Linked DNA regions of Mus musculus: region 1 is linked to region 2. Evidence: chromatin contacts called from public promoter capture Hi-C data. All regions are on one chromosome and are shown on one strand. Each heading gives the region's core, a stretch centred on a gene start, on an enhancer-like site or on the middle of the called end of the contact. The rest is flanking DNA. Distances are from core to core; before and after follow the strand shown. Region 1 holds the start of Cers4 (ceramide synthase 4). Region 2 holds the start of Cd209a (CD209a antigen).

The links. Promoter capture Hi-C pulls out the DNA fragments that hold promoters and counts their contacts.
Region 1: a contact with region 2 is called in a promoter capture Hi-C map of hematopoietic stem and progenitor cells. The contact joins the promoter of Cers4 here to the promoter of Cd209a in region 2. A contact is called at or near these places in 3 of 39 promoter capture datasets (the HPC-7 cell line, cranial neural crest and hematopoietic stem and progenitor cells) and 1 of 9 other capture datasets (embryonic stem cells).

Annotation. Positions count from the first base shown.
Region 1 is chr8:4,490,379-4,496,492 of GRCm38.p6, reverse strand. Cers4 (ceramide synthase 4) reads right to left here and starts at 3,088. Exons shown (of 11, transcript NM_026058.4): 1 at 2,903-3,088.
Region 2 is chr8:3,747,444-3,753,543 of GRCm38.p6, reverse strand. It overlaps Cd209a (CD209a antigen), which reads left to right and starts at 4,560. Exons shown (of 7, transcript NM_133238.5): 1 at 4,560-4,683; 2 at 4,785-4,871; 3 at 5,131-5,220; 4 at 5,833-5,913. The coding sequence starts at 4,638.

The sequences.
Region 1 (6,114 bases), core at 1,839-4,338, 740 kb before region 2:
TCTCCCCTTTTCTGAAGAGAAAGGGAGGGGGGATTGGTGGGGAGGAGGACTGACAGGAAAGGAGGGAGGGGAAACTGCAGTCTGGATGTAAAGTAAATAATTTTTTTAAAGCGCTTCTAGGAAGCTGCCAGCATTCAGTCCTCGAGAGGCTGATCCCCCTGTTGCTTGAGAAAGCATGAATTCATCCCACAGTGTTTCTCTTTCTTCCGTCCAATCATCCCATGTAACCCAGAACACAGACAGCTGTCACTCAGCCAGGATGCAGCCTTCCCTGACACTCTCTGGGCCAAGCCGTGTTACTGCACTCAGTTCTACCCTGAGGCATGAACTCTGCAATAGCCCGGTGTTAACAGACTAGTTTCATCAGGCACTGATTACTAGCCAGGCATTGTCCTAGGTTCTTTTAACTATATGAGGAGTTTAACTGCTATTGGTCCCATTTTACAACTGGGGAAAATGAGGTAAACCCACTAGCCGGAGGGCTGCACCGCTCTGCAAGCCCAGACTGGAGAGGAAAGCAACCTGGGGCACCCAGATCAGAGGGGAGCACTCCCCACTGCAATGCTTTCTTGTGTCATCTCAGGGTGGGAGTAGGGGCCTTTACCCACTCTCTTTGTCCTCTTTAGTAAGCCCAGAGGCTCCTTTTGCTAAATGTTCATTCACTCCCTCCCAGGCACTGTACCAACTAAATGCCCCCACCCCCACCCCTCTACTGGCCAACAGCCTAGGATTTGGAAGAGGATAGTGTTCTCCTCAGAGTAGGCATGGAAGCTAACCACAGGTTCTCAGGAATGTAAAGGGCACAGGTTTTCAAGTACTATCAACAGCTGTGGACCCAGTAAGGAGAAAGATACTTCAGACCCATTTTCCAGATGGGCAAACAAAAGCTCAGAACCCTTTCCTGCAGCCAGGAGTTCCCAGCTTTTATCTATTGCCTCTTCTCGCCTTGACTCCTGGAAACAACCCCCTTTAGGAGTGAGTAAAGTGAGAAGGTAAAGAAGATTCCCCAATACTCCGGCAACCTGGCTGGCCTTCAGAGAAGGTTCAAGGCAGGCCGAGTGATGCTATTGGAACTCCACTCAAACTGACTCTACGGCTGGGAAAAGGCAAGCTGTAAAGGATGTGGGGCTTCCAGGGCAAGTTCATAGTCTGAGATTCCTTTCTTGGGGATCTCCATCCAACCAACAGGTCCAGGTCACCCCACTGGAGACCACACTGGTGCCTGGGACCTTGGCTGAGCCCAAACTGCTCTCTTAGGAAGCCCTGTCTCCTAAATCCCCGTATCACTCATAGATTTTGCAAGCTCAAGGCGTAACTGGCTTACAGAATGAATTCAAAGACGGCTTAAACAAGTTAGTGAGCCCGGGCGTGGTGGCGCACGCCTTTAATCCCAGCACTGGGGAGGCAGAGACAGGTGGACTTCTGAGTTCAAGGCCAGCCTGGTCTACAGAGTGAGTTCCAGGACAGCCAGGGCTATACAGAGAAACCCTGTCTCGGCAAAAAAAAAAAAAAAAAAAGAAAAGAAAAGAAAAGAAAAGAAAAAGTTAGTGAGGTGGTCTCAAAATAAAACCTAAGGACTAAGCTGGTGCTAGCTCAGTCAGTACAGCGCTTGCTATGCAAGTATGACAACCTCCAGGTTCAGTTAAGAGACCTGTCTCAGGAACTAATATGGAGAGTGAGAGAGGAAGGCATAAGAAGTCAATCTCTGGCCTCCACACACACATAGATGCACACACACATGCATACACACATTGACACCACAAGTTAGTGTACACACACACACACGTACACACACACACACACACACACACACACACACACACACGAAGGAAGGAAGGAAGCAACCAAAGTGCTGCAGCGGCAAAGTGCTTGTCTAGCATGAGGCCCTAGATTCAACCTAGCCCTTCCCCCAAATAAAATAAGGCCCCTTCCAAATTCTCAGAAGACCACCTCGGAAAGCTTCACACAGACCTTCCTCACATCTCACTTCCAAACAAGCATGAAACACAATTCTTGGGGGGAAACACAGAATTTCTAACTTACCTCTTATCACTTCACGCACCTTCCATCAGGGGTCCAGCCAGACGTCCAGGTTGCCCTGGTGTCTTTTCAACTTTCCCAGCATAGGGCAGGGTCTTCCTCTCAAGACACAATCAGATGGCTGTTGCTTGCTGCCTTAAACATCCCTTGTACACACAGCCCGGAGGATGGAGCTGTGGGCTCCTCATTGTCTTCCAAGCCCTGGTCAACCACTCCCTACCTCCTTTCTTCCCTGTATACACTCCAGCCTCTTTTCTGGTCTGCAAATACACCAGCCTGGCCATTTCCCTAGGATTTTGTGGCCTGGGCCCAGAAAGCTCTCCATAGCAGGTGCCCTCATGACAGGCTGCCCCTTTCCCTCAGACACCATAGGCTTCCTCACAACACTTCAACCTCCTTCCTCCAGGATTTGGATAGTGCTCTACACACTCCCTTGTTTCCCAGAGGCTGGGTCTACGTGGTTCCCGAATCTCTGTGTCTGCGGCCTTCGGCCTTCGCCTGTCGGGTCGGTAGCACCCAGCAGGCGCTCCGTACAAATTCTCTAGTGACAGACATTCCTGTGGCGCAGTGCCTGTTCACATGTCCGGATTCCCCACGTCACGACAACCCCCATTCTCTCCCGCGCGTTTTCTATTCATGTCCACCACCTGCACCTGCTCCATGGGGGCACCACAGCTCTCAGATCAGAATGCAACCTGATCCCCGACCAGATGGGAAACTCTGAGAAATACCTTGTCGGAGAAATGATGGGAAACTAAATGACTGTTTTGGCTCCGAGCCGGACTGCTCTTAGCCCTGGAGGAGAGGAATGTTTCGAGGGTATCTACTAGGGCGGCGCCCCCAGAGAGGGGTGATTGCTTACCTGGAGGTTCAGAAAGCAAGATGCAGGCCGAGGCGGTGCGGAGATCAGCTAATCCGAAGATGCCTTAGACAAGCCGCAGACCGCTCTGGGCCGAGAAACTCCTCGCTACAGAGCCTCCACCCGCGAGGGAGGAAATAGGACCGGAGGGGGCCTCCGGGAGGAGTTTGATGGGGCCTTGGGCGTGGTCTGAGCAGGGGAAAAGGGCGTGGCTTCAGTGCGGTCGGGCCCAGTGGGCCAAAGAACCGCTTGGTCCAAAACCCTGAGTCCTAAACTGCCCAACCGGCGGCCTGGCCTCGCCCCCACGCCACCAGGCCCCTCCCTAGACCCCCACCTTATAGTCGTTTGTCTCCTCCAGACCCCGCCCTGAGCCCCTAATCCTGCACCTTGGGACCCTCCCTCCAGCCTCGCCCTAGACTATTACCAGCTCCTTCAGTTTCCAGGCCCCGCCCACAGCCCCCTACCCGCCGCCGCCACCAGGACCCGCCCCCAACTCCACTCAACCTCTGGTCTGCTACTCCTCACCCCAATCCCTGCTTTCAGCCTCTTCCTCTAACTGGCAAGGCCTGGTCCCCAGCCCAGTCCAGCCTTATCAGGCCCCGCCCCGACCGGAGGCTGTTGTGGGCACCTGGCCTTTCTCCAGCCATGCTGTAGGTTTCTGCAGAGCATATCTCTGACGTTTTAACCCAGCAGCGTCTACTAGGCACTCTCTCTGGATCTTGTTTTCCAGTTCTAGGTCTCTTCTTTGTGATGCTCTGGCTTGTCTTTCTGCCTGCACTCTGTTTCTCAGATGCACTGCTAGGCTCTGCAAAGGAAGCTTGGATCGTTCTGCAGGCCTCAGCACCCCAGGGCATCAGTACTTGGAGTCGGTCAGACCAACCTAGAGGATTGCTGGGCCTGGGCCCACCAAGAAGCTGTCCACAGGATTGAAAAGGAGAAGGGAGATTACATTAATATGTCGGCTATGGTTTTGTGAGGTGCAAAGATCAGGCAAGATCTGAGAGATTAAGCTGAGATACAAGTCAGAGTGGGTGATAGCTGTTTCCACTGTTTGACCTAGGATAATGCAGGAGGATGTTGGCCTCTCCTTGCCTAGTACAACCAGAGGAAAGACAATTCTAGGGCAAGCAGTTAGAAGAGACTTCTAATAACTTGTCATCTTTGTAAAAGAGAATATAATATAAGGACATCAAGCCTAGCTCAGAAGGTAGACTGCTTGTCTAGTATACAGGTGTCCCTGAGTTTGATAAGCCAAGGGTGATATATAGACCAGATGCCAATGTGAAAGAGGAAAGTCACACAGGGTATTCCCAAGCACTTAGACCATGGGAGCCACTTATCTTGATAGTGACATGGAAATACAAGCCAGAGGTCCACAGAGAAGTGGAGGATTTGAGTGTACAAGGGTCATGGAGAAATGTTCAGTGGAAGTTACAACCAAAGTTGGATGGCTGAAGAAGAGTGGGGTGTCAGCTTTTTACTTGCATGCCTAGGCCTGCTCCACAGTCTGGAAGTAGTTGGGTGTCCTTGGAAGAAGCTACTTCTGGCTCTCTGAAGCCGAGTAAATTAACAGATTACAAGAAACCTCAGCTGACAAGGCAAGTCAGCAAGTAAAACTGTCTGTCACCAAGCCTGACAACCTGAGTTCAATAGCCAGGACATGGGAGTAGAAGAGAAGCAACTCCCAAAAGCCTTTTGACTTCTGGGTAGAGGTATGACTCATTTTGGACTTGGGTTGCATGAGAGGAGCATTATGGAAGATAGAGGAGTTTGTCGTTCTGGAAAGCATGACCCAGGGGTGGTCAATAGAAGGAAGATGGTATACCCAAAAGATTTAAAAGGCAGACAAAAGATCTAAAGACAGGGTTTAGAGAGACAGAGGAAGCTGTGCCTGGCTGGCATGAGATAATAGACTTCTAAGCTAGTGGATGCAGTATGTATCGTCTGGTGGATGCAGTATGTATCGTCTGGTGGATGCAGCATGTATCATCTGGTGGATGCAGCTTGTATCGTCTGGTGGATACAATATGTATCGTCTGGTGGATGCAGTATGTATCGTCTGGTGGATGCAGCATGTATCGTCTGGTGGATGCAATATGTATCCTCTGGTGGATGCAGTATGTATCGTCTGGTGGATGCAGCATGTATGTCTGGTGGATGCAGTATGTATCATCTGGTGGATGCAGCTTGTATCGTCTGGTGGATGCAGCATGTATCGTCTGGTGGATACAATATGTATCGTCTGGTGGATACAGTATGTATTGTCTGGTGGATGCAGTATGTATCGTCTGGGAAGGGGACCCTAACTAAGGCTGGACCTCAAGCCTGAGAAATCGAGGCTCCCATGCTTTCTCTTGCAGATTTTCTTTTGTTGCTTTTCAGTTATTTTTCATTGTTATTTTTATTTTTTGAGACAGAATCTCTTATATTTCAAGCTGGTCTCAAAATCCCTATGTTCCTGAGGATGGTTTTGACCTTCTAATCCAACTGTCTCCACTAATTTCTAAACTTGGATTAAAAATGTGAGCCACCATTTGAGGTGTTGTCGGTGTGTGTGTGTGTGTGTGTGTGTGTGTGTGTGTGTGTGTGTTTCTCGGGTCTTTCACATGCTTGAAAAGCACTCTCTCACTGAGCTATACCCTATCACTAGCCCCCACCCCACCCCACCCCCACCCCGACTTTGACCCCCTGTATAATCTTCCCATCCATGTGAGGCTCAAATGATTAAGGAAGCTACTAAGTGCTATGACCCAGGAAGCAACTCTGTGCTGCTCCCCTCTGTCTTAATTACTTTTTTGTTGCTACAATAAAACATTCTGACAAAACCAATTTAGGAAGAAAGCATTTATTTTAGCTCACGGTTCCAGATATACATCACTAACGGGAAGTCAGGGGCCTGGGACATATGGTGGCATTCCATCTGCAGTCAAGAAACAGAGAGGGATACATGCTATTTGCTTAGCTCATCTTCCCCTTTCTATAGACTCTAGGATCCAGACAGCAGTGTCACCACAGTGCACAAGTCTTCCCATTTCAATCTGATGAACACAACCACTGTCAGGCGTATCCACAGGTTCCTCTCCCAGGTGATTCTAGATTTCATCAAGTTGATAATTGAGATTGACCATCACAGTCTCCAACTAGGGGGTCTGAAGTAGATACCTATATTGATCTTCTCTAGAACCTGGGCTGATTGTGACCAGGCCTGAAGACTG
Region 2 (6,100 bases), core at 3,311-5,810:
TCTTAGCCTTGAGACCACAAGTAACCAGAAGAGTTTTCAGAGCCCTAATTTGGGGTTCGTTGATGATGGAGGGGAAGAAACCCATGACAATGAGCACAAAGGAAACAAATGAGGAACAGATATGACAAACATGACAGAGAAAGCAACAAAAGTCATGTACCAAGCAGGGGACTCCCTCAGGTGTAGTTCAAAGGCCTTATGCTTGCACAGTGTCCCCTGGAAGTAAAAGGCATTTGGGAGTGGATCCCTGATACCACTGACTGGGAAACAGCTCCTATATCAGGTACTTGGATGAATCCAAACCAAAAGTGAAAATGAGCAAAGACAAAAAAAGACAGAAAAGATGACCACTGCACACTTACTCTCAAACTGAGACCAAAAGTGAGAGTACAAAGATCACTGGGACAAACAGACAGAAAAGACAGAAGTGAGGTCTGTGCACTCACCTTCTTGGAACCCACAACATAAAACACTAAAAGCCCAACTGATCAAAGAAGCAACTGAAGGGGGCACGACAGTAGCACCATGAGAATAAGAGCAGATTAGGTCAAACCACGAGCACAGTCCTTGTAGCAACAGGCAAAAACAAGCCCCCAGAAAAGGAGGTTCAGCAAGCAGCCAGAAAAATGAGGACAATGAAGTAGTCCATTGACCATGTTGGGCTCCAGATGTTGCCTGTGCCCTGAATTACTCATCACCCGACACTAACTGCCCTTGGGGGTTGGAGGTGAAGTAGTTCGAAGTCAAAGACATAGACTATGGGAACAGGTGAGAAACACCACAGCAAGCTCATCTAAACATTGCTCCAATCTCCTTTAATACCCTCCAACCATACCCCATTGGTTCCAAGAAAGCATCTCTACTCAACAGCAGTTCCCAAGTGGCTGGCATTGGCTGTGTCTCTCAAGCAATCCTCAATTAGGTCCTCCTGCAGGAGATGCTTTTGCATCTCCAAGAGCTCCCTGTGTTTACATAGAGGTGGTCTGTTCCTGCTACACTGGTCCTGAACTTATTTTTGGTTGGGAGACTTTTAGTGACTGTTTCTATTTCTTTAGGGGTGGTGGGACTGTTTATATAGTTCATCTGACCCTGATTTAACTTTGGTACATTGTATCTGTCTAGAAAAACCATCCATTTCATCTAGATTTTCCACATTTGTTGAGTACAGGCTTTTGTAGTAAGACCTGATAATTTTTTTTAATTTTCTCAGTTTCTGTTGTTTCCCTTTTCATGTCTGAATCTGTTAATCTGTTTCTGTGCCTTTTAGTTAATTTGGCTAAGGGTTTGTCTATCTTGTTAATATTCTCAAAGAATCAACTCTTGATTTTATTGATTCTTTGTTTCATTCTCTTTGTTTCTAATTGGTTGAGTTCAGCCCTAAATATGACTATTTCCTGCCATCTATTCCTCTTCAGAGTGTTTGCATTCCTTTGTTCCAGAGTATTCAGTTATGCTGTTAAGTTGCTAGTATAGGATCTCTGCAATTTCTTTATGAAGGCACTTAGTATTATGAATTTTACTCTTAACACTGCCTTCATTGTGTCCCAGAAGTTTGGGTATGCTGTGACTTCATTTCTGTTAAATTCTATAAAGTTTTTAATTTCTTTCTTTATTTCTTCCCTGACCAAGTTATCGTTAAGTAGAGAGTAGTTCAATTTCAATGGGTATGTGAGCTCTGTTGTTTTGTTGTTATTGAAAACCAGCCTTAGTCTGTAGTGATCTGATAGGATGCATGGGATTATTTCAATTCTCTTGTATTGGTTGAGGCTTGTTTTGTGTCTGATTATATAGTCAGTTTTGGAGAAGGTACCATAAGATGCTGAGAAGAAGGTATCTTCTTTTGTTTTAGGGTGAAATGTCCTGTACATATCTGTTAAATCCATTTGGTTCATAACTTCTGTTAGTTTCACTGTGTCTCCATTTAGTTTATTTTTTCATGACTTGTCCATCGGTGAGAGTGGAGTGTTGAAGTCTCCCACTGTTATTGTGTGAGATTTAATGTGTGTTTTGAGCTTTAGTAATGTTTCTTTTACAAATGTTGTAGCCCCTTGCACTTGGGGCATATATGTTTAGGATTGAGAGTTTGTCTTGACAGATTTTTCCTTTGATGAGTATGAAGTGTTCTTTTGAGAACTTTTGGGTAGAAGTCTATCTTATTGGATATTAGAATGGCTACTCTCCAGCTTGTTTTTTTTTTTTTTTTGGGGGGGGGGGAACCATTTTCTTGGAAATTTTTTCCAACCTTTTACTCTGAGGTAGTGTTTGTCTTTGTCACTGAGGTGTGTTTCTTATATGCAGCAAAATGTTGGGTCCTGTTTACATACCCAGTCTGTTAGCTTTGTCTTTTTATTGAGGAATTGAGTCCATTGATGTTGAGAAGAATTAAAAACCAATAATTGTTGCTTCGTGTTATTTTTGTTGTTACAGGTGGTATTATGTTTGTGTGGTTCTCTTCTTCTGGGTTTGTTGTAAGATGATTAATTTCTTGGTTTTTCTTGTGTGTAGTTTCCCTCCTTGTGTTGGTGCTTTCCTTCTAGTATCCTCTGTGGGGCTGGATTAGTGGAGAGATATTGTTTTAATTTGGTTTTGTCATAGACTATCTTGGTTTCTCCATCTTTGGTGATTGAGAGTTTTGCTAGTTATAGTAGCCTGGGCTGGTATTTGTGTTCTCTTAGGATCTGTATGACATCTGTCCAAGATCTGACTTTTAGAGTCTCTGTTGCAAAGTCTGATGTAATTCTGATTGGTCTGCCTTTATGTGTTCCTTGGCCTTTTTCCATTACTGCTTGTAATATGCTTTCTTTGTCCTGTGCATTTGGTATTTTGATTATGTGACAGGAGGATTTTCTTTTCTGGTCCAATCTATTAGGTGTTCTGTAGGCCTCTTGTACACTTATGGCCATCTCTTTCTTCAGGTTAGGGAAGTTTTCTACTATGATTTTGTTGAAGATGTTTTCTGGTCCTTTGAACTGGGAATCTGCACTCTCTTATATTCATTCCTATTATTCTTAGGTTTGATCTTTTCATTGTATCCTGAATCTCCTGGATGTTTTGGGTTAGAAGCTTTCTGCACTTTGTATTTTCTTTGACTTTTGTGTCAATATTTTCCATGATATCTTCTACACCTGAGAGTCTCTCTTCTATCCCTGTATTCTGTTGGCGATGCTTATATCTGATAACTCCTGATCTCTTTTCTAGGTTTTCCATCTCCAGGGTTACCTACCTTTGTAATTTCTTTATTGTTTTTATTTCCATTTTTAGATCCAGGGTGGTTTTGTTCAATTTCGTCACCTGTTTGATTGTGTTTTCCAGTATTTCTTTAAGGAATTTATTTGTTTTCTCTTTAAGGGTCTACCTGATTACCTGTGTTCACCTGTATTTTTTTAAGGGAGTTCTTTATATCTTCCTTAAAGAGCTCCATCATCTTCATGAGATGGGATTTTTAGGTCTAAATCTTGCTTTTCAGATTTATTAAGATATCCAGGGCTTGCTGTGGTGGGAGAACAGGGTTCTGATGGTGCCAAGTGGCATTGGTTTCTGTTGCCTATATTCTTGCACTTGCCTCTCATCATCTGGTTATCTCTAATGTTAACTAGCCTTGCTGTCTCTGACAGGGACTGGAGCTTGTCCCTCCTTGTAGGAAGGTAGAGCTCTGGGAGCTGCGTTAGAGCAGACCTTCTGGGAGGCAAACATTGCTGTCTCTGGTTAGGGGGACCTCCTGTGTCCCTAGTTAGGCAGGCTTCCTGTGACCCTGGTTATGCTAGACCTCCTGAGAGTCAGGCTGTCTCTGGGTGTGGACAGGTGAGCTGGAGCACCAAGTCTGCCCTCTTTGTGGACCAGAAGGAAGATGTGTCTCCCATAGGGTGGATATGTCCTGCATCTGCTGGGCCCTTTGGGGGTTCCAGTTAGGCCATATATTGGGGTGGGGGGGCCTTACCTATGAGTCTGATTATGACAGATCTCTTGAGAGTCAATCTGTCTCTGGGTGGAGGGTGGGGGGAGGATGAAGCACCTGATCTTCCCCTGGCTGAGTGGTGTACCAGAAGGAAGTGACTTGTGTAATTTAATGAATGCATGGAAATAAAAAAATGGGGGATGGCGATGTGGCTCAGTTAGCCCCAGCTAACTCAGGAGGTGAAGGGATGAGGCAGTTCAAGTCATTCCTGCTACATGTCAAGTTTGAGGCTAGCCTGAGCTACATAAAATCTTGTCTCAAAAACAGAGAAAAAAAGAGAAAGAAATCACTATGAGTGACACCATCAGTAGACCAAGATGAAAAAGGGTGGTGTCTCTGACAAGATATGGTGTTGCTAGCCCACACACCATCATAACTGAAAAAGACCCAAAAGTCACTTGATTTTACAAGTTACTGGCTTTTATAGAAGACATTCCAGAGCTGACCATACTGGAAGTGAACCATCTATTTCTGCTGAGAAGTACAGGCCCTCTCACTCCTCTCTGAAATTTCTGGAAAATGTATCTCCTGCCTGGTGTGTCAGATGCTCAGCCCCCTCCCTCTCACTCTTCCGGTGTCATTACTCACTTCTCAATTTCTCTTCCTAAGTAAGATTCAAGGAGGTGGCAAATAAAAGCTGTAGTCTCTGTCAGATTCTGGCACTGAGAAGTGGCTGTGAAACATGAGTGATTCTAAGGAAATGGGGAAGAGGCAGCTTCGCCCTCTGGGTGAGACTGAGCTGGTGCTCTGGGAGCTTGGGGAAGGGGCACAAATAGGTCAGTGTTTGTCTCCGACTACCCTATATATGACTGACGCTCTATTCACTTAGATGAGGAACTGCTGACATCCAGCCACACCAGGCACTCCATCAAAGGCTTTGGCTTCCAAACAAATTCTGGATTCAGTAGCTTCACAGGTAAAACAGAATGAGGGACTATGGAGTGGTCAGCTCCAGACATAAACTTAGTTTCTGTGGGGGGGGGGGGGTAGAGTTTGGGACTCAGGCCACTGATGTTCAGAGAATTGGAAGCTCAGATCCTGAATCTGGAACCTGGGAACTGTAGAAGCTATGATATGAAATTCTGTACCTTGGGAGTGAGAGATGGATTGCCTGACTGGGGCCACAATAAATCAGGAATGCTGAGGTGCTAAATTTTAACCCTTCTCTCCCACAGGGTGCCTGGTCCACAGTCAAGTCCCCTTGGCACTGCAGGTGCTCTTCCTAGCTGTTTGTTCTGTGCTGCTGGTTGTCATCCTTGTCAAAGGTCAGGCAGGATTGGTGTTTGGGGCTCCTAAGTCTGGCTCTTCAAACGAGGGATCCAGAAGGGAGGAGCAACTGACTGGGACTGTGTCTTCATGGTCCTTTGAATAGAGGAGTTCTGCACAGAGACACTGGCTGCACTTGCCTTAGACATCCAATTTTCTTTGGTTATTAGATATCTTCCTCATCAAATAGGACTAAGTAAGACCTTGGGTTTTGAAAATGATGCTAGACTGGAGACATTGTTCAAGTGGTAGAATGCTTACCTCACAAGCTCAAAAAGCTGTGCTCCATCCCAAGCACTGCATAAAACTGGGTGTAATGGTACATCCCTATAATCCCAGCACTCAGGAAGCAGAGGAAGGAGAGGTTCATAGAGGCAGCTACATCAAAATTTTGATGTAGTCTGAACTATATGAGACTATCTAAGAGAGACGGGGGGGGCAGAAGGAGAGAAAGAGAGAAAGAGAAAAAGAGGAAGGAATGAGGAGGGGAGAGAAGAAGGAGGTAGAAAAGGGGGAGAGGACAAAGGATATCTTGGTCCTGGGGGCCCAGTATAGACCAAAAAACACAGTAAGCATTTAATAACTGCAGTGACTATATTTTCTTGGCCCAGTCTACAAAATACCCAGTTCTCAGGAAGAAAACAATCAGATGAATGTCTACCAAGAACTGACCCAGTTGAAGGCTGGCGTAGGTGAGTGACTGGAAGTGAAGGCGCTCACACCCTGAAAAGGTTTACATAGATCACCTTGCTTAAATAACTCCTCTTCACTAAGCCTCACGTCCCTAACCTGTGGGATGGACATGCAGGGTAATGATGAGGCAGGCATCTCACTAGTGTTTGACTAGAGTCCATGCACACAATAAGCAGTCAGTATTCA